Linked DNA regions of Mus musculus: regions 1, 2, 3, 4 and 6 are each linked to region 5. A link is a contact called in public HiChIP or PLAC-seq and promoter capture Hi-C data. All regions are on one chromosome and are shown on one strand. Each heading gives the region's core, a stretch centred on a gene start, on an enhancer-like site or on the middle of the called end of the contact. The rest is flanking DNA. Distances are from core to core; before and after follow the strand shown.

Evidence for each region. Promoter capture Hi-C pulls out the DNA fragments that hold promoters and counts their contacts. HiChIP or PLAC-seq counts read pairs in DNA pulled down with a chosen protein or histone mark.
Region 1: a contact with region 5 is called in an H3K27ac HiChIP or PLAC-seq map of embryonic stem cells, with 2.7 times the contacts expected there. The contact joins the enhancer-like site here to the promoter of Ube2uos in region 5. A contact is called at or near these places in 5 of 39 promoter capture datasets (the C10 cell line, HPC-7-derived erythroid cells, embryonic stem cells and 2 more) and 3 of 115 datasets of contacts at active chromatin or transcription factors (astrocytes, embryonic hindbrain and embryonic stem cells).
Region 2: a contact with region 5 is called in a promoter capture Hi-C map of hippocampal neurons, with 5 times the contacts expected there. The contact joins the promoter of Efcab7 here to the promoter of Ube2uos in region 5. A contact is called at or near these places in 9 of 39 promoter capture datasets (the 3T3-L1 cell line, cranial neural crest, embryonic stem cells and 4 more), 2 of 115 datasets of contacts at active chromatin or transcription factors (astrocytes and embryonic stem cells) and 1 of 9 other capture datasets (embryonic stem cells).
Region 3: a contact with region 5 is called in a promoter capture Hi-C map of stem cell-derived epiblast-like cells, with 3 times the contacts expected there. The contact joins the promoter of E130102H24Rik here to the promoter of Ube2uos in region 5. A contact is called at or near these places in 1 of 39 promoter capture datasets (stem cell-derived epiblast-like cells) and 1 of 115 datasets of contacts at active chromatin or transcription factors (astrocytes).
Region 4: a contact with region 5 is called in a promoter capture Hi-C map of liver, with 2.9 times the contacts expected there. The contact joins the promoter of Raver2 here to the promoter of Ube2uos in region 5. A contact is called at or near these places in 5 of 39 promoter capture datasets (cranial neural crest, embryonic stem cells, frontonasal cranial neural crest and 2 more) and 1 of 484 Hi-C or Micro-C datasets (embryonic stem cells).
Region 6: a contact with region 5 is called in a promoter capture Hi-C map of stem cell-derived epiblast-like cells, with 4 times the contacts expected there. The contact joins the promoter of Alg6 here to the promoter of Ube2uos in region 5. A contact is called at or near these places in 2 of 39 promoter capture datasets (cranial neural crest and stem cell-derived epiblast-like cells).

Annotation. Positions count from the first base shown.
Region 1 is chr4:99,669,134-99,671,833 of GRCm38.p6, forward strand. No RefSeq gene overlaps it. Among named protein-coding and RNA genes, the nearest start is that of Foxd3, 14 kb to the left of the region's middle. Within about 2 kb of position 1,283, at least 8 of the 459 cell types and tissues checked have an H3K27ac peak or open chromatin away from gene starts, as enhancers often do. A contact at or near this core is called in embryonic stem cells, where this site is marked.
Region 2 is chr4:99,828,143-99,830,903 of GRCm38.p6, forward strand. It overlaps Efcab7 (EF-hand calcium binding domain 7), which reads left to right and starts at 1,303. Exons shown (of 14, transcript NM_145549.2): 1 at 1,303-1,412. It overlaps Itgb3bp (integrin beta 3 binding protein (beta3-endonexin)), which reads right to left and starts at 1,016. Exons shown (of 9, transcript NM_026348.4): 1 at 941-1,016. The coding sequence starts at 945.
Region 3 is chr4:101,354,846-101,357,638 of GRCm38.p6, forward strand. E130102H24Rik (RIKEN cDNA E130102H24 gene) reads right to left here and starts at 1,403. Exons shown (of 2, transcript NR_040708.1): 1 at 1,236-1,403. All of the region lies in intron 1 of 0610043K17Rik (RIKEN cDNA 0610043K17 gene), which reads left to right.
Region 4 is chr4:101,067,720-101,070,433 of GRCm38.p6, forward strand. Raver2 (ribonucleoprotein, PTB-binding 2) reads left to right here and starts at 1,319. Exons shown (of 12, transcript NM_183024.1): 1 at 1,319-1,610. The coding sequence starts at 1,395. Gm35956 (a long non-coding RNA gene) reads left to right here and starts at 1,618. Exons shown (of 2, transcript XR_867959.2): 1 at 1,618-2,714.
Region 5 is chr4:100,526,243-100,529,184 of GRCm38.p6, forward strand. It overlaps Ube2uos (a long non-coding RNA gene), which reads right to left and starts at 1,647. Exons shown (of 2, transcript XR_867958.2): 1 at 1,352-1,647. The region is part of intron 7 of Ube2u (ubiquitin-conjugating enzyme E2U (putative)); the gene reads left to right.
Region 6 is chr4:99,714,233-99,717,173 of GRCm38.p6, forward strand. It overlaps Alg6 (asparagine-linked glycosylation 6 (alpha-1,3,-glucosyltransferase)), which reads left to right and starts at 1,398. Exons shown (of 15, transcript NM_001081264.1): 1 at 1,398-1,474.

The DNA of each region.
Region 1 (2,700 bases), core at 33-2,532, 860 kb before region 5:
AAATGACAAGAACATCCCAATGTGAAGTGGCCCCGAATCCTCACTACACGTGGGCTGCAGGGAAGTGGGTGGGAAAAGCATTTACATTCAGCTTCTCATTTCCCACCCGAAATTGGCTCAGTGGTTTTGTTCCACCAGACCTTGAAGAGACAGGTATGAAAGTTCACACCAAAATCCCTAGATTCGGGAAGTGAAGAAGTTGAGGCAGGAGGATCTGGGCTGCATAGAGTTTGAGTCCCAGTTACATAGTGAAAGCCTATGTCAAACAATCCCACTTTTCCTGTGTTGAAATCCTAACCCACAAGGTGACACTGGCAGGAGGCATGACCTTCTGCACGTCAGTGACTCCTGCGTGCAGGTGAAGAGGATCAATGCTCTTCCTGCTTGGCTGTCCTAAGCCTTTCACCTTGTGTATGTAGATAAAACAGCCTTGCTGTACAACTTAGGTATATACTATAATGGCAACATAAAATGGAGTTATCATAGACAGTACGATCCAAGAAAGTAGGTAATAATTGTTTTAAAATCCAGCTGGAGGGAAGGCCCAGCATTCGGAGTGCTTGCTCTTCTTATAGCCAGCCGACCCAGGTTCAGTTCCTAGAAACCACATTGGTGGCTCACAACCACTCAAAAGCACCTTTCTGGGGCATATAAACCCATATGGATAACATACTCAATTCATATAAAATTAAATGATATTTTTAAAATTAATTAATCAAGCCAGACAAGGTGGCACATCTAATCCCAGCTCTTGAGAGGCAGAGGCAGGCAGATTTCTGAGTTTGAGGCCAGCCTAGTCTACAGAGAGAGTTCCAGGACAGCAGGGCTACACAGAGAAACCCTGTCTCAAAAAAAGAAGATTATAATAATGAGGAGGAGGAGGAGAAAGAGGAAGGAAGGAAGGAAGGGAGGGAGGGAGGGAGGGAGGGAGGGAGGGAGGGAGGGAGGGAGGGAGGGAAGAAAGAGGATATCTCAGAGAAATCTCTTCTACCTTCTAAAACCACTCTGAGCAGATGGCCATGTTCAAGGAAGCCATTTCTCACACTGAATCTATCTCAGGAACAGGCTGGCTCCCTCTAGAACTATAGGAATGCAATTCTGTCATTGATAAAGACCAAAAGGTTGTAGACCCAAGTAGACAAAAGAATCTCCTTAAAAATGTGGATTCTTTAACAGGCCTGGTTGTTCGTGCTGGTAACCCGTGCCCTAGGGAAACTGAAGTCATGGGCTGCATTGTAGGTCTTGTGCAAACAAAGGGAGTTGGGCGTGGTGGCACATACCTGAATCCCAGCACTCAAGTACAGGTACAGCAGGTGGAGCTCTGCAAGTTTGAGGACTGCTTAGTGCACACCCCTTGTTCCAGGGCATCCAGAGAGCCAGGGAGCAGAGGTGGGGTGTCCGGGGGAAGGGGAAGAAACAATGATAATAGGAGTTTGACTTCAGGACCTACTTCCACAAGTTGTCCTCTGACCTTCATACATATGCCCTGACAAGCTCCCCTGGGTGTGCGTATGTACACAATCAATGGATGTAATAAAAATGATAACAAGAGCTTAGAACTTCCTTGACTTGTCACAGTCTGCACAAATGGAACCCACAATAACGTTCTTCAGGCCAGCCACTCTTACTTCAAATGGCCATGGCGCATTGGCTCATATTGGCCATTTGGTCACTAAATATAATGCTGTCATGTGGAGCAGGAGAGCAGAGGAAGACAGCCTAGTAATGGTCTGGGACAATTATTGAGCTGTGCACTATTTTATACATAGGAAAGGTAAAGAAATGTTGTACTTTGCTGCCTTACTTTTGTTTATTTTGATTCTTTTTTTTTTTCTTGGTTTTTCTAGACAGGGTTTCTCTGTATAGCCCTGGCTGTCCTGGAACTGACTCTGTAGACCAGGCTGGCCTCGAACTCAGAAATCCACCTGCCTCTGCCTCCCGAGTGCTGGGATTAAAGGCATGCGCCACCATGTCCCGCTCTTATTTTGATTTTTGAGCCAGAGTTGGTTTGTTTTCTTTTGTCTGCTTTTGTTTTGCCTTGTTTCCTTTTTTGAGACAGGGTCTCATTAAGTGGATCTGGTTCTCTTGGAACTTGCAGAGATCCACCTGCCTCTGCCTCCCAAATTCTGGGAATAAAGGCACCGCACCCAGCCTCCTGCTGTAATATTTGAAATGCTAACTTGGCCTCCCTCCCTTGCTCCCACCCTTCCTTCCTTCCTTCCTTCCTTCCTTCCTTCCTTCCTTCCTTCCTTCCTTTTTTCCTCCCTCCCTTCCTTTTTAATTCTTGGAATACTAAGAACTCCATTGCCACTGAGCTACATTTGTTGCTAGCTTTCCATTCTCACAGAGCTTTCTTGTGATCTCCCAAGTTCTCTGAAAGTCAGAAGCACAATGGCAACTGGACTTGCCTGGCTCAGACCTCCCACCTACTAGTGATGTAATCTGTACAGTGAAGAAACGTCTGCTTCAGTAAGTTATAGTTCTCCTCAGTCATAATGCTTGCAATTATTCCTGATTTTTACAAAAAATAACAAGTAGTACCTGGGTGTGATGATACAATCCTTTAAGTCCAGGACTTAGAAGATAGAGACCAACAGATCTTCTAAGATGGAGGCCAGCCTGGTCTACATAGCAAATTTCAGTCTGACCAGGACTATATAGTGAGACCCAGTCTTAAAAAACAGAATATTAATGGGACCA
Region 2 (2,761 bases), core at 53-2,552, 700 kb before region 5:
AATGTTATAATAGACATTTTTCTAATGCATTAAAAGATAAACCTTTTTAGAATGGTGAGTTAATAAATATTGTTATTTCCGAAGGTCCTCCTTCTTTTATGTCAGCTCATATCTTACACAAGTATCCCCGATAATATCTTAGTTTGCATTTTACTCAAACAGGAAAATGTTACCCTAGCAGGAAGTACCTAAATCAGCCTGGTACGGGGGTAGCCAAAGAAGTATTACAAGAGTTAGGTCTTCCTCCTCCCTCAAATTCTTTAAAAAGACCCTGTTTTTTTTAAAAACAAAACAAAACAAAAAAAAAAAAAAACCTGTTTATACAACCGCTAACTGTGCTTTATATAGCCTATGTAGGGTAGCCGAAGGGTAGCAGTCTAGCACAATACCCATCTCTACTATGGTCATTTTCGGTAATCACATTATTGGGGTTGGGCTGTAACTTAAAGATGACCCAATACAAACCCACTTTTTACTTTTTTCAAGCTTATTTTTATAAGTAAGAAAAGTAAATCACTTATTACTGAGTTGCTAAGTGATAATCTTAAGAATCTTTCAGTGCCTGAAATCCATTCAGTCCATGAAATCTCTCCCGAGTTTCAGAGAACTCACTACACAAATGCTTAACAAGCATTTAAAAATTCTACAAATTACAGAGAAATGTTTACTTAATATACTCTTTCATTCTTAGTCATTTCAAGTTAGACATTACTCAGATTTAGCCCGCAGCTTACACAATGATGTGAAGTTTTAAGAGTCAAAGAAGTGTTGGAAGGGTAGAGGTAGGTTGGGAATACCAAGCATCCCGACGCTGTCAACAGAGAAAAGTTTATAGAAATAAAAAAGACAAGGTGACCATGGGACGGCATACTCTTCCTGTATACTCTTTTTGCTCATAGAGGGCCCACAAAACAGCAACGTCTGGGGAAGGGATACCTACGGCATTTCGGGACTCCGTTGCTGGACAGAACCAACTGAGAAACCGCAAACGCGGAAGCATAAAAAGCCCGCGTAGTAAGCGCTGGATGAGGTGTCACCCCGTATGCAGCTCGCCGGAAACAGTCTCCGCGCGAGAAAGAGCCTGAACGTGTTCAAGGAAATGGTGCAGGGAGTCTAAGGCCAGAATCCATTTAGCCCCAGCCGCATGCAGCGCACGACCCTCCTCACTATTGTGGACATGCCAGCCTCGCAACAGATAAGCTACAATGCCATGGCTGTTCTCTCTCGGTCAATGGTCCACAAATCTCTGGTCGGAGCGTTTGGAAGGTGCTCTGCCTCTTATTTCCGGTGGCGGCGAGGCGCAGTTGCTATGGTAATCTAAAAAAGGCGGAGGTCTGTCCGGTTGCGCCGAGAGGTTCGCGGATCTACTAACGAAAATTGGCTGCTCTTCTTGGTTTGTGAGCTGAAATTAGGTAGCCACCAAGCCTCTCTCTTGCTCTGTCGCTCGCTCTGCTCTTCATTGTGCGGCCGCCTCTCCCATCTGCTACGTTTACTTCTGTGTCCTCCTAAGAGCCGGTGCATGCCCCGAAACACACAAGGGGATGCAGCATCGTGGCCAGAGGAGTACAAAAAACGGAGAGAGCTTGTCTGGGATTAGTTGTGACTGTTTCACGGTGCAGCGACGGTGACTGGATGGCTCTCTGTTTTCATTTGGCCCTTTAGACGCCTTAGGCGCTTTTAACAGTTTATTTTTCCTGCTTATTGTGTGCCTAGTTATTTATGGAGCCGTTTGCTACAATATACTCTCCAGGCCCCTGTCTCAGACTTGGGCTAGAATTTTAAATAAAAGGTGGTTTCCGAGCCCTAGGGGTGCAATTATATATTTATTTAAGCTTCAGTTTGGACTGTCTTCACAGGAAGGGAAAGAATAGAATTCTGGAACATTTCTGTCCAGGGATTTTCATGTGAGAATAACCCCATTTGGAAGGAGCACTTGAAGATCCTTAAAAATGTTTTTAAATTGCTTGCTGTAAGCCGAGTGCTTGCTCTTCCTTATTGGAATAGTTTTCTTTCCCGTTTGTGAGATGGCGCGCACGCATATGTGTTTAAAACCGATGTTTAATTATGGTGATACCAATTTGCAGTAACCAGACTGTGACACCACATCCCTATGGGGTCCTTCTAAATCTGGTGTAATATGAAAGTGTCAGGCAGGCGGTCTGTGTATTATAAATAGGGTACTTCATCCATGATAAGCGATTATTATCTTTCTTTCCCAAGTGTAAAAGACCTACATAATTCAAGAAGGTGCCAGTGATTTAGGCCTCCTGAGTATGAATCCAATGAGTCCTGAAGGGGACCCTACCTGTGTCATCTTATTGTTCAACTTGAACTATTCAATTTATTAGATTGGAATGTATTTTTAGAAGTCAACGCAGGATAAAGCAATGTTGGAAGCCATTAGACCACCAGAACAATTTTGCCCTGCATAGTAGCCTTTGTTCAATAAACCTTCATTCACATTAAAAGAAGAAATGACTGAGATTTCACAAATTACCACTGACTGGGTGACATCTCTGTCCCTCAATTTCATCATCTGTAAAATGGACAAAAAGTGCCTGGTCAGTGTAGAAAGGATTAAATAAGACGTTTGATTGTATATTAATGTCTTATGAGCAGACATGCTGTATAGACACTAAATATTATTACTAGTAAAGGAACTTTATAAAGCTCAATGTAATCGGTGGAACTTCAAATATCCAGTGATTTGACATGAGCTGTATTATAGAAATGTGAATGAAATGATAGTTAATCCTGCTAT
Region 3 (2,793 bases), core at 153-2,652, 830 kb after region 5:
CTAATAACAGGCAATCACACTTGCATATTTTATATTCCAAACATAATAAATGAAAAGACAGAGAAAAAAATTGCCTAGTTCTAGGAAAGGGGTGGGGGTGGCTATCTCTCCCCATCCACTCTCTCCAATATAAGGCCAGGAGGAGCAAAAGGCACTGCAGAAAACAGCTGTTAGGAAGAATTCAGGAGGCTCCGGGAGGAGAATGCTACGGGGGTTTTGGAAACCGGAACTTGAGGACACCCCCCCCCAAATCCTTTCTTCTTCCCTCCCTCTTGGAAGAGACTTGGGGCTGGGTGTGCCTTCTGCTTTGAGAAGCATTTGGCTCGGTAGAAAGGCAAGGGGCCAGGGTGCGGCCCACAGGGAATAAAAGCTTAGGCCTGGCTCTGGGCTAAGTTTAGTGGGAGATAGAGGAGACCGGAGAAGTGCAGGTCTGAGTGGAAGACCTACTGTGGAATTAAAAAAAAAAAAAACCCTCACTAGGGGCAGGGCGGGAGACACCTCTCTTTTTCAACTTAAACTCAACAGTTCATTGCCGGTGGGAAGAAGGGTGAAGAAAGAGACAAATTTTAACGTAAACTGTGAATTGCAACTTCTGGGGACTAGAGAGGGCTGACGTACCAACGCTATCAGCAGGTGAAAAGAAGCGCCTTTTACCAATTCTGGGGTGTCGAGGTCTGGCCAAGCTCTGGTGGGCAGGGCACTGTCTGGCTTCTTAGCTCACCTCGCCTCCAAAGCGGGAAGAAGCATAGGTGTGGTCTTTCTCCAGGAAGGTGGCAGCTGGCTTCGCGGGGCAAGGGAAAGGATTCCTCACCGGGAAGGCGGGGAGGAGCCCCGGGGTCAGCTGCGGCCAGGAGCCGGGGTCTTCGCCAAGTCCCCTCCCCCTCCTGAAAACCGACCTGGACTAGGATCGATTACAGCAACACCCTCTCGCCTTCCCAATAATTTCGCAAATAATAGTAATAAGCCCAGCCCCTCTGGCGCACGTTTAAAACAAACAAGCAAACAAACAAAAACCCAGAGCCCTGAGCGGTGGAAACAAACAGGTGAGTCCAGGGAGAAGCGGGAAAGAGTGGGGGATAAGAGGGGGGGCGTTCCCAAACGTAAGGGGAAACAGAGGTTCTCCCAACCTCTCTCCATTTTCCTTCCCCCTGCCCCCCAAGAGTCTGCGTGACAGGCTAGGTACCGCAAAGCCCACTCTGACAGCCTTCCCGCAGCCCGCGCCCCCGCCTGCCTACCCTAGGCTCCCGTGTCCAGGCTTCGGGGACCGCGCGGCGCTCGCCCGCACCCCGGCCCGCCACCGCCGCCGCGGGGACTCCGCTCTTCCTCTCTCCGCCTCCTCCTCGCAGACTCCTCCCGCCGGATCCGTCATGTAAACAACATCCCGGCTCTATTTCCAGCGGCCGCGGGACGGCGAGGGAACCGCGCCAGCGCCCAGCCACCGGGCGGGGGTGGGGGGAAAAGCGAGTGCGCCACAGCTCCGGGCCTGGCCCCGAGCTGCCGCCCCGCGCGGTCCGCCGCCTACCGGAGCTGGCGCCGAGCGCCCAAAGGCGTCCAACAGCAGCCTCCGCCCCCGCCGTCGTCTCCGGGCTCCGGGATACGGGGCCGGCCCGGGTGCGAGCGCCGTGCGCGCGCCGCACAGCCGCTCTCTGCGCCCCGCGGGCCGGCCAGGGCGCGCCGCCAGCCCGGGGCCGAGAGCGCAGCACCCGGAGCGCGCACACGGACGCCGCCCCCGCGGCCGCGCGCACCCCGCACCCACCTGCGCCCTCGGGGGTCCCGAGCCCCCCTTTCTTTGTTCATCCCGCTATTTGCATGAGGATTATCTAATGACGCAGCAAGGCTCGCCACAACGTGACCGTCGCCATTTTTCTGTTTTTATTCTAGCTTTGCCATGTGATAGATTGGGGAAGGGGGGGGGGGGGTGGAAAAGGGAGAGAGACAGGATTGAAGGAAAAAAAAAAAAAAAAAAAACTTCCGGGTCTCATGACCGGGAAGGGAGAAAAACAAAAGGGAGACGAGACACAACTCCAGGCGAAGGACGTGGTGCGTGTGCGCGCGTGCGCGCCGGTCTCTCCGTGCCCAGGAGCCGGAGGCTGGGGTGCTCCAAGCATCCTCCCATCATCAGGGTCCGCGGATCCTGGTTGTGCGGGCCTTGTGCTCCATCCTTCTGCTGGGTACCCGGCTGCCTGCCCTTGCCTGGCTCCAGTGGCTCAGTGGTCCATTCAAATAACAGAATCGGAAGACCGCTGCATTTTCTAAGTTGTAAAACAGTTCGCTCCGAGGACCCCCACATGGCGAGGGCAGGGGGAATCAGACCAGTTCAGATTTTCTTTCTGCTTCCTTTTCTCTTTTCCTAAAGCTGGACGCACAGCTTAGGGATGGTTTGTGGCGTTGCGGGCTTTTTGGTTTGGTTTGGTTTGGTTGGGCGAGGGCGTGCATCGTGGCTGGATTTATTGAGGTAGAAATTTAAATAAAAGGTTCAGTGCTAGGAAGGGTTGAGAAGACTGCTGCAGAGCTTTGGGCCGATTCGTGTTCTACCGTGTTAATTCACATTCACAGGACGTGATAGGTGCCCAGAGTTCACGGTTGCTGAAAGGATAAATGTCTGGAACTCTGCCAGGTCTCAGTGACAGAGTTTGGTGCTTTCGGTTACTTGTGTGTGTTCCTTCAAGAGCTTTCACTTTTGTTTCTCTTCTGCGTGCCTCTCGTATGATTGAAAGCAGAAGTGGACCTTAGCGTTGACTAGGGCGCTACCACTTACAGGTGAGAGACACAGGGTAGGTCTAAGCTAAATAC
Region 4 (2,714 bases), core at 69-2,568, 540 kb after region 5:
AGCTGAACAATATTCCACTGTGGGTACAGACTGTAATAGGCCTATTGGATCTTCTCTCTGTGTCTAGGGAATAGGGTTGTAAATACTGGGGCACCGCCCTCACTCATGTTAATGATGTAAGTATTCTAGAACAGTCTGAGGACTATTAACCGTAATTTTGGGGTAGAGTGATTACAGATGACTTATTTTTATAATATTTAGAACATTGAGCCTAATCACACCAGCTTCCATTTCTTCATGTGTAATGGGAAGAAAATAAGCTTTGCCTAATTGGATTTTTTTTAAAGGGAAGCACTGTAACATACTTAGAAATATGTGGGTGGCACCTGCTCAGTACTGAATTTATGATTTTATTCATTTGATGTGTGTGTGTGTTTCTCTGGAAGCCAGAAAAGTGCATTGGATCCGCTGGAGGCAGAGTTACAGGTAGTTGTGAGCCATCTGACTTGGGTACTCGAATTAGTACTGTGGTCCTCTGCAAGAGCAGCAAGTGCCCTAAAGCGATACGCCATCTCTCCAGCCCTTTCATGATATTTAAAGCATTTTCCTTTAACAGATCACTTGCTGGGTTAAACAGGCTTTTTTTTTTTTTTTTTTTTTTTTGTGCATTTTCATGGGGCACACTTAAGTAAGGTGTGTGTTCCTATTTGCTAATAGTCATTACAGCTGGTGAGAGTTGAAGGGTATTTATTATATTTTGTAGATCTCACTTTAACTAGGTATATCTTTCCACAGTATGTCTCCTTCCAAGTTTCAATTCAAATAATCAAGGAACTTATTCCCCTGCCTTCTGCCGAAGCTGTCCTAGTCTTTGTTTCAGCTTTGATTTGTGTTGCAAATACAACTAGCCAGGTTGTCATCTTAGGCCGCAAAGGGACCGATGAAAGATAATGATTTCTTATACACAACCAGGAAAATTTGTTATGCTCAGGTCTTACTAAATAATACCAAACCTTCCCCCAGAATATTTTTAGATAAATCTCATATGTTATTTTTCATCGAAAACTTAACTTTGCCAAATGCGCACTTCTTGATGTGTCAGAATTGAGGCCAGGAGTTCTCTGGCCTGCGCAGTGGCGCCTGAGGCCCTCGGATTTGAGAGGCGAGGCCGAGCGCGGCGAGCTAGGGGTAGTGTTGGTAGGGGTTCGAGTCCCACCATGTTACCGCGTCCTAGATTCCGCAGGTGTCCTGCAGGGGGAGGGGGCGGAGCGTCGGGGGCGTGGCTGGATAGGGCGTGTCTCCGGGCTCCGCCCCTCCCGCGTCGGCGGCTGCGGCGCCTCCCCCGCCCGCGCGCCCTTGCTCCGCGTCCGGCCCGCCTCGCCCCCGCGCGGCCTCTCCGCTTTCTCTCCCGCTTCGCTCCGGCCTCTCCGAGTCTGCAGCGGGGCGCCGGGAAGATGGCGGCGCGGGGAGGCGGCGCGGGGGGCGCGGGCTCGGGATCCGGACCCTCTGCTGGGACGGCGGGGGAGGCCGCGGAGCCCGCGCTGCGCCCGGGGGAGGTGGCTGCGCTGCACCCCCAGGAGGTGGCTGCACGGCTGCAGCGGATGCGACGGGAGCTGAGCAACCGGCGGAAAATCCTAGTGAAAAACCTGCCCCAGGACAGCAGCTCCCAGGTATGGGCACCGGGCCGGGGTGACCGGGGCGGGTTTGGGGACACCGCAAAACCGGAGGAGACCGTAATGGTCCCGGCGCCTAGGAGAGAAGGAGGTATGCGCACCGAGCCCAGAGCCCTTTGCCTCGACGAAGCCTTTCTGCAGCCAGCGAGAGCAGCGTGTTGGGAAACTGAGGCTGGGCAAGGCGGAGCGGCTCGTGCAAGGTCAGGGGGTTCTGGGGCGGATGCTGCCACGTCTGGTCTGTACTTTGTGTTCCCTCCAGCCCAAGGCGGTGTTGAAGGTGAAGGCGCGTGGTGGGGAGCTGAGGAGCTCAGATTTAGGGGGCTGGCTTCCGGAGCCCCTCGAGAAGGGAAGGGGTCCCGCGTAGGGTGTTGGGGACTTGGATTGCCACGGGGGCGGGGTCACGGGAAAGCTGGGCGAGTTCTTCTGCAGAAGCACTTGACCAAGTTTGTATGAAACAACTTTGCTCCGCTTGTTAAGGCCGCAGAGAGCAGAGGCTGATACTGCGCCGGCAGTCTTGCAGCCTTCTGCCAAACCAAGTATGGCAGGATTTGTTTCTGTGCTTGCGCGGAGTTTAAAGCTAAGCAGCTCGCAGTCTTTAATCCAGATTAACTGTTGCTTCTTGGATTAGAAAGCCCGAGTCGACTTAACTTCTTTTTTTTTTTTTCCCTGATTGCGAAAGTTAAAATCTTATTGTAGGAGCGCTAGAGAATTTGAAGGATTTTCTCGGGATTCATATTCATTCATTCTCATTCATAGCCCTCCCCATTTTTTTCTCTCTGTTTTTCCCTCTTTTCCTCTCCTTTCTTTCTTTGAGACAGCGTGCCAAGTATCCCCAGGCAGGCCTTGAATTTCTGATCCTCCTTTCTCCACCTACCATGTGCTAGGATTTCAGGTGTGTACCACAGGCTCGGCGCAACAGTCCTGCATGCATGAGAGAGTGTGTGTTTATTACTCCCAAGACTTCATGAATGCATGCAACACTCTACCAACTGAACTATAACCATGTTGTCTTTCTTCCTTTTCTTGTGCACAAGTATGCACATGCATTTGTTTTTGTTTTTTATCAAAAACATGAAACAATGTAGCATTCTTTAGGTTTCC
Region 5 (2,942 bases), core at 397-2,896:
TGTAACTCATCCTCTGGGAAAGCAGGAGCCTGGGAACGGTTATCTTTAGCCCAGAAGAATTTCTGAGACTTTGAATCTAACCCTGGATGGCAGATTTCACAAGCCTACTGCCTCTTCTTCCCATGGAATCATTATAAAAAATGCTCCAAGAGTCTTCCTTCAAAAAGAGCCAGCACCTAGTTTACAAACGTAAACGGAGCCCTGACAGACTCTGCTGGCCTCGTTGTCTTCTGATAGTGCAGCTGGATGAGGGCCAACCCCCTCTTTTTTTAATGGCCTAATTTTCTGGCAGTAATGGAGATAAAGCTTTCAGATTGTAGAATGCTTCTTCAATGACTCAGAATACAAATACTCAGGAAACCTCTTTTAACTTCATCTATACACTTTTGTTTTTTATCGATGCTGAGATTATTAAAATCTCGTGCAGCTTTTCTAAGAGCTTTGCGTTTTATGGATAGGAGGTTGCTGAATTTTGATTTAGGTGTTAACACTTTTTCAGCTTTTCGAGCCACAAAAGCTATGTCTAGATATCAAGTCCATAACAATCATAGATGTATTCTTTGACAATACAGTCTTAGAGTGTGACTGTATATACTATGCTTTTAACTACCCCAGTTCATCATTGCTTGATTTATTCAAACCATATTTATTTACTGAACACCTTAATATATGTCATAAATAGCAATACATCTGCCTGAGGGGCTAGACATTCTTGTAACCCCCATCCCCTTTTTCAGGTAAAAATAATAATAAAACTAGGAGAAATCAGGTAATTTAACTAAGGTCATCTACATAGGAGAAAATCTCACAAACTGATAAGGAAGGTAAATTCTGGAGGCAAATTCCCATGACTTATCTTTGTTATCATTAACTGTGTGACATTGGTAAGTCTATTGCCCTCCTTGGCCCAGTTGCCTTGTTTATATAAAATGAGAATAATCACATACATTATAGGGCTGAAACACTTTGAGTGTGCCTCATGCCCAGAGCTCAGTGCACATGCCTACTCTCAATTATTAGCACTGTGGTCCAGAGTCTTAGACTAGACGGCTGGCTCTATATTTCCTTCCTATGGCACTATCCTGCCTTTACAATACGACAGCATATCATCACAGCATAGTGTGAGACTTTACAGTCAAACCCTGAAGGATTAGCAGAGTTTCTGAAATGTGTGTCACTGTCATTCACAATCACAGGAAATCAGATAGAGAAGTGTACCAGTGACCCCACTGTTCTCTGCCCGTCACTATAAAATGTCAAATAAAGGGTTTGGCAGAGAGAAAACCCATGCATATGGTTGTAGGAACAGCTCTTTAACGACAGAATATGATCCCCATACGGAAATGCTTACGTTCCAGGAAAGGAATTCCTGCGAGCTGCGAGCAGCGAGCAGCGTGCTGCGCAGCGCTGAGTGGAGGCTTCCTGGTACTTGTTGCTGTCAGCAGGCAAACCAAACAGCCTCCGGCATCAGGGGGCGCTTGCTTTTCACCCCAGGAGACTTTCATTCTTTGAGTCTTCCAAAGGCCCTTCCTTCCAGGCCAGAGGCAGTGCGCCTGCTTGCAGAGCCCAGTCTCTCAGCCACCGCTGCTCATTAGAGCCACCTGGAGAGCTTGTAAAGATTCCGACACAAAGGGCACACCCAAACCAACTCCATCAGAGCTGGCAGTAGGACTGGGTAGTGGTAGTTTTTGAAGGCTCCCCTGGTGATCATAACTGTGCAGCCACAGCTGGGATCACCATGATGTCAGAAGTTAGCGGCTCCTTAGCCCCGTGCTAGTTTTGCGACATACAGGTAAGTAAATTGAAGGAAGTGGCTAGTGGCTTAACTAATGGAACGCCATCTTTCATCCCTACCAATGAGCAAAGAATATTCACCCGACTTTTAGGTGCTCTGTGGCCGAATGAGATAGTATTGTATGCAAACAGAACACACTAGTGGAAGCTGTACCGTCTTTTCTGGATTCGACAGTCCATGCAGAGAAGATGGGCAACTTTTAAGTCGACTTCTGCATAGGCAGAACAAGTAGTAGGTACATCCTTATCAGTGATAGGGGGACCAAGTGACACACGAGAGCCTGAATTTTCCTAGATTTTGAGAGACCTAAATCAGGCCAAACCAGGATGCCTGGCTTCAGTGCCCACGATGAGGCAATGTTGGAAAATTTGTTAAAGACATTGTAACAGATTTAAGCATGAGAATTACAAGACAAATACACCTGAGTGGGTTACATGTTTCTCAAGAGAAAGCAGGAAAAATAAGGCGAAGGCATAGGCTTCTCAACGGAGCATGGCCATTGTCTCCGTATTATCCATTTTGGTGACTCTCAAGTTACATCTCAAAAGGTTGCTCTGAGGATCCAGGCCCCCTTTTGTTCTCCTTTGGTAAGTGAGATTGTAAAGTGGTTCAGGAGGAAGACTGGATGGAATTATAATCTGATAAAGGGAAACCAGAGTCCCTAGGGTTGTACAAGGAGTTTAGTACACATGCGTCCTTTCCCTGCAAATGGGGTTTCTGGGGAGATTCCTAGAAAATTACAGGTTTACAGCTGGGAAACGAGAAAGGCTTTAAGCAATTGTTAATTGGGCATTCTTGGTTTCCTGCTGGCAAGGGGCTTCAACTGAATTCCTAGGAGAGGAGTATTTTCTCTATTCTTATTCCTCCCACCCCACCCCATCTCTTCACACACACACTCTCTCTCTCTCTGCCTTTCTATCATGCTTCATTGTGTGTGTGTGGGGGGGGGGGGGGGGAATGTAGGCAGGCACCAGGCCCTGGGTTCTATCCCCACCACTGCAAAAACAAACAAATCCCAGAATGGAAACAACACTGTAATTTTCAAGAAAAAGAATTACATTATGGAAGAGAAAGGATTATGTGATGAAAGCCATGGAGGGACACTTTTCTGCCATAGCTTATAAAACTGTCCCACAAGCACTGTGAG
Region 6 (2,941 bases), core at 148-2,647, 810 kb before region 5:
GTTCTGATTCACAAGTGGCACACAAGTGTTAGTATTTTGTTGTGTTGACATCACATCAAATTCACTACAGTGTAGCATCTTCTTCCAAGTCGATTCCAAGCTTCCCAACACACTACCTTGGGGACCATCCCATAATATTCTTTCCTTTAACCTTGCTGTCCTGCACACTTCCTACATTACAAAGACCTTTACACATCCCCTGTCCCATTGACCCTTCCTAGTTCTCACCCTGGTCTAACCATAACTTTTCCCTCTGACACATCCATTATCACCTGTGTCTGATTTTTCTTTCAAAGCTAAGGTGGCTCATTCAGGAAGAAGCCTTTCCTGACAGTTAATAGTTTACACCGAGTCCAAGTCTTGTCTTAACTCCCATGGACTGTGGTGTGTATACTACTAATGTGACAGTGTGCACTTCATTGTGCTGCTTTCTATTCTTTTTTTGCATGGGAAATGCTTTTTGAAGAGAATTTTGTGAGAGCAGAGACTCCAGTGTAGTCAAACAGGTGAGCTCTAGGTTGAGTGAAAGACTGTCTCAAAATGTAAGGTGGGGATGGATAGAGAAAGACACCAGCATCGACCTTTGATCTCTTCAAGTACACACAGGTAACACATACTTCTTCCCCCACCCCCAATTCACCTCCCCCAGCAATACTCAATATTTGTTTTCACTTATGTCAGAGTTGGTGTCTACAAAATGGCACAAATCAAAAGCAGGGTGTGAGGGAAGGAGGGGGATATTATTTTTGGCAAATGTGGGAACGGATGGTTCAAGTTGCCTGATGGGGCATGTAGTGTCTATTCTGGGACGGAGTTTTTTTTTTTTTTTTTTTTTTTTGGCGGGTCAGGGACAGGGTCTTGCTGTGTATCTCAGGCTGACCCTCTTACTCTCCATCCTCTTGCCTCAGCCTCCCTAGAGGTGAGAATGTCACCGTGTGTAGCTATTGCTGCTCATAGGCTCAACCCAGAGGCTCTAGAAACGGTTTCTCACTAGAAGTAACTTCTCAACTTTACTGGGGCAAGTAGTCTTTGCTTAGCTCTAAGAAAGTAGGCTGGCTGCTGTAGGGCACTGACCCAGGAGGAAGACCTGCCACTCGGGATGAGGACTGGCCAAGGGCTCGCCAGTGCGAAGAGCGCAGGAGCCGCCCCTCACAGGAATCCGTGGGCTAAGCAGCCGCTCAAGCTTTGGCCGTGGTCCCGGGAAAGAGGAGCAAGGGGCTTTCCACCTGCCCCTGACCTAACCCCAGCCGCCAGGCTTCTCGAATTCCAGGGCTTGCACCCCGCCTCCCGCAACGTGGCAGTCTAGCTCTCCCAGTCCCGCCCCTCCACGATGACTCCGCCCACCACTCCGCCCCCTCGCCTTACGGGCTCGCTCCCGTGAGCGCCGCTGGGAGCGCGCGTGCTCCTCGGGCTGTGAGTGCGCAGGCGCATTCGCTGGTTCTCTGCGGGCGCCAATTCTGGAGAGCAGAGGCTGGTAAGAGCCTGGGGTTGCCGAGGTCTGGAGGCGGCAGGCGTCGGGAGGTCCCGGCAGCCGGCTCGAGCGGGCTTCTCGGGGGCTTGTTGGGAGGTCTCGCCCATCCCCGAGATCCCCGGCGTGTGGCTGTCCTGCAGAAGTGACGCGGCCTGGCCGGATTGGCCTCGGCGACCCTGTCCCCGCCGTCCTGTGGGTCTGTCCCTCCCGAGGCTGATGTCCCGAGGGTACCTTAGCAGGAAAAAGAAGTCTGGGACTTGACGGTCTGGCCCCTTGTCGGGATGTGCCTGCTATCTGTGCGTGGCCTCCTGAGAAAGTTGCTGAGCTGCTCTTGCAGGTGGCACAGCAGTCGCCTGCTGTTTAAGGGGGAGATAGCCCGAATGGTGGCACTGGGAGGCAGAGGCAGGAGGATCTCAGGTTTCCAGGCCAGCCTGTTCTACATTGGAGAGTTTTAGGCTAGCCAGAGCAACACGGTGAGACCTCGTGTTTCACTGTGTTTCACACAGGACTTCCGAAAATGTAGTATCCCTCACTCTCTCCTCCCTTCTCCTGCCCACATTTGTCCACCCCGACTACCTTCTCTAGTCAAGTGGGTTCCTGCTTTCTGCCAACCGAACTCTAAGGATGGAAGGACATTGAAAGGACTAGAAATGATCTTTGCTCGCATAGCAATTTTGTTCTGAATAACAAGTGAATGGCATTTCCTCATAAGCTCGTTTGTTGGAATAACATGCTTGCAGAACCATACTGTACATAATTCTACTGGAACTTGTTGCTCATCACTCACCCAGGGAACGTATCTTTTTCTGTTTCTCAGTTCAAATAACAATATTCATTTCATCTCACAAGACCTCTCCAGAGAACCCCCCTCCTCATTAACCCTACCCCCTTAGGTAATTTTTGTTGTTGTTGTTTCTGTTGTTGATCTGTGGCTTTAAAAATGTATGGTTAAATACAATGCAGGGTGTTCTTTCAATTCTTTTTTTTTTTTTAATTTTTTATTAGGTATCGTCCTCATTTACATTTCCAATGCTATCCCAAAAGTCCCCCATACACTCACCCCCACTCCCCTCCCCACCCACTCCCCCTTTTTGGCCCTGGCGTTCCCCTGTACTGGGGCATATAAAGTTTGCAAGTCCAATGGGCCTCTCTTTCCAGTGATGGCCGACTAGGCCATCTTTTGATACATATGCAGCTAGAGTCAAGAGCTCCGGGGTACTGGTTAGTTCATAATGTTGTTCCACCTATAGGGTTGCAGATCCCTTTAGTTCCTTGGCTACTTTCTCTAGCTCAATTTATTTATTTTTTTTATTAATTTGTAGTACCATACATGTGTGCTGGCTAGTTTACTGTCAATTCGACAAGCTAGAGTAGGAAGCTTTAGTTGAAGAGAACTTCAACTAAAAAAAAAAAAAATGCTCCCGGGCTGGAGAGATGGCTCAGTGGTTAAGAGCACTGACTGCTCTTCTG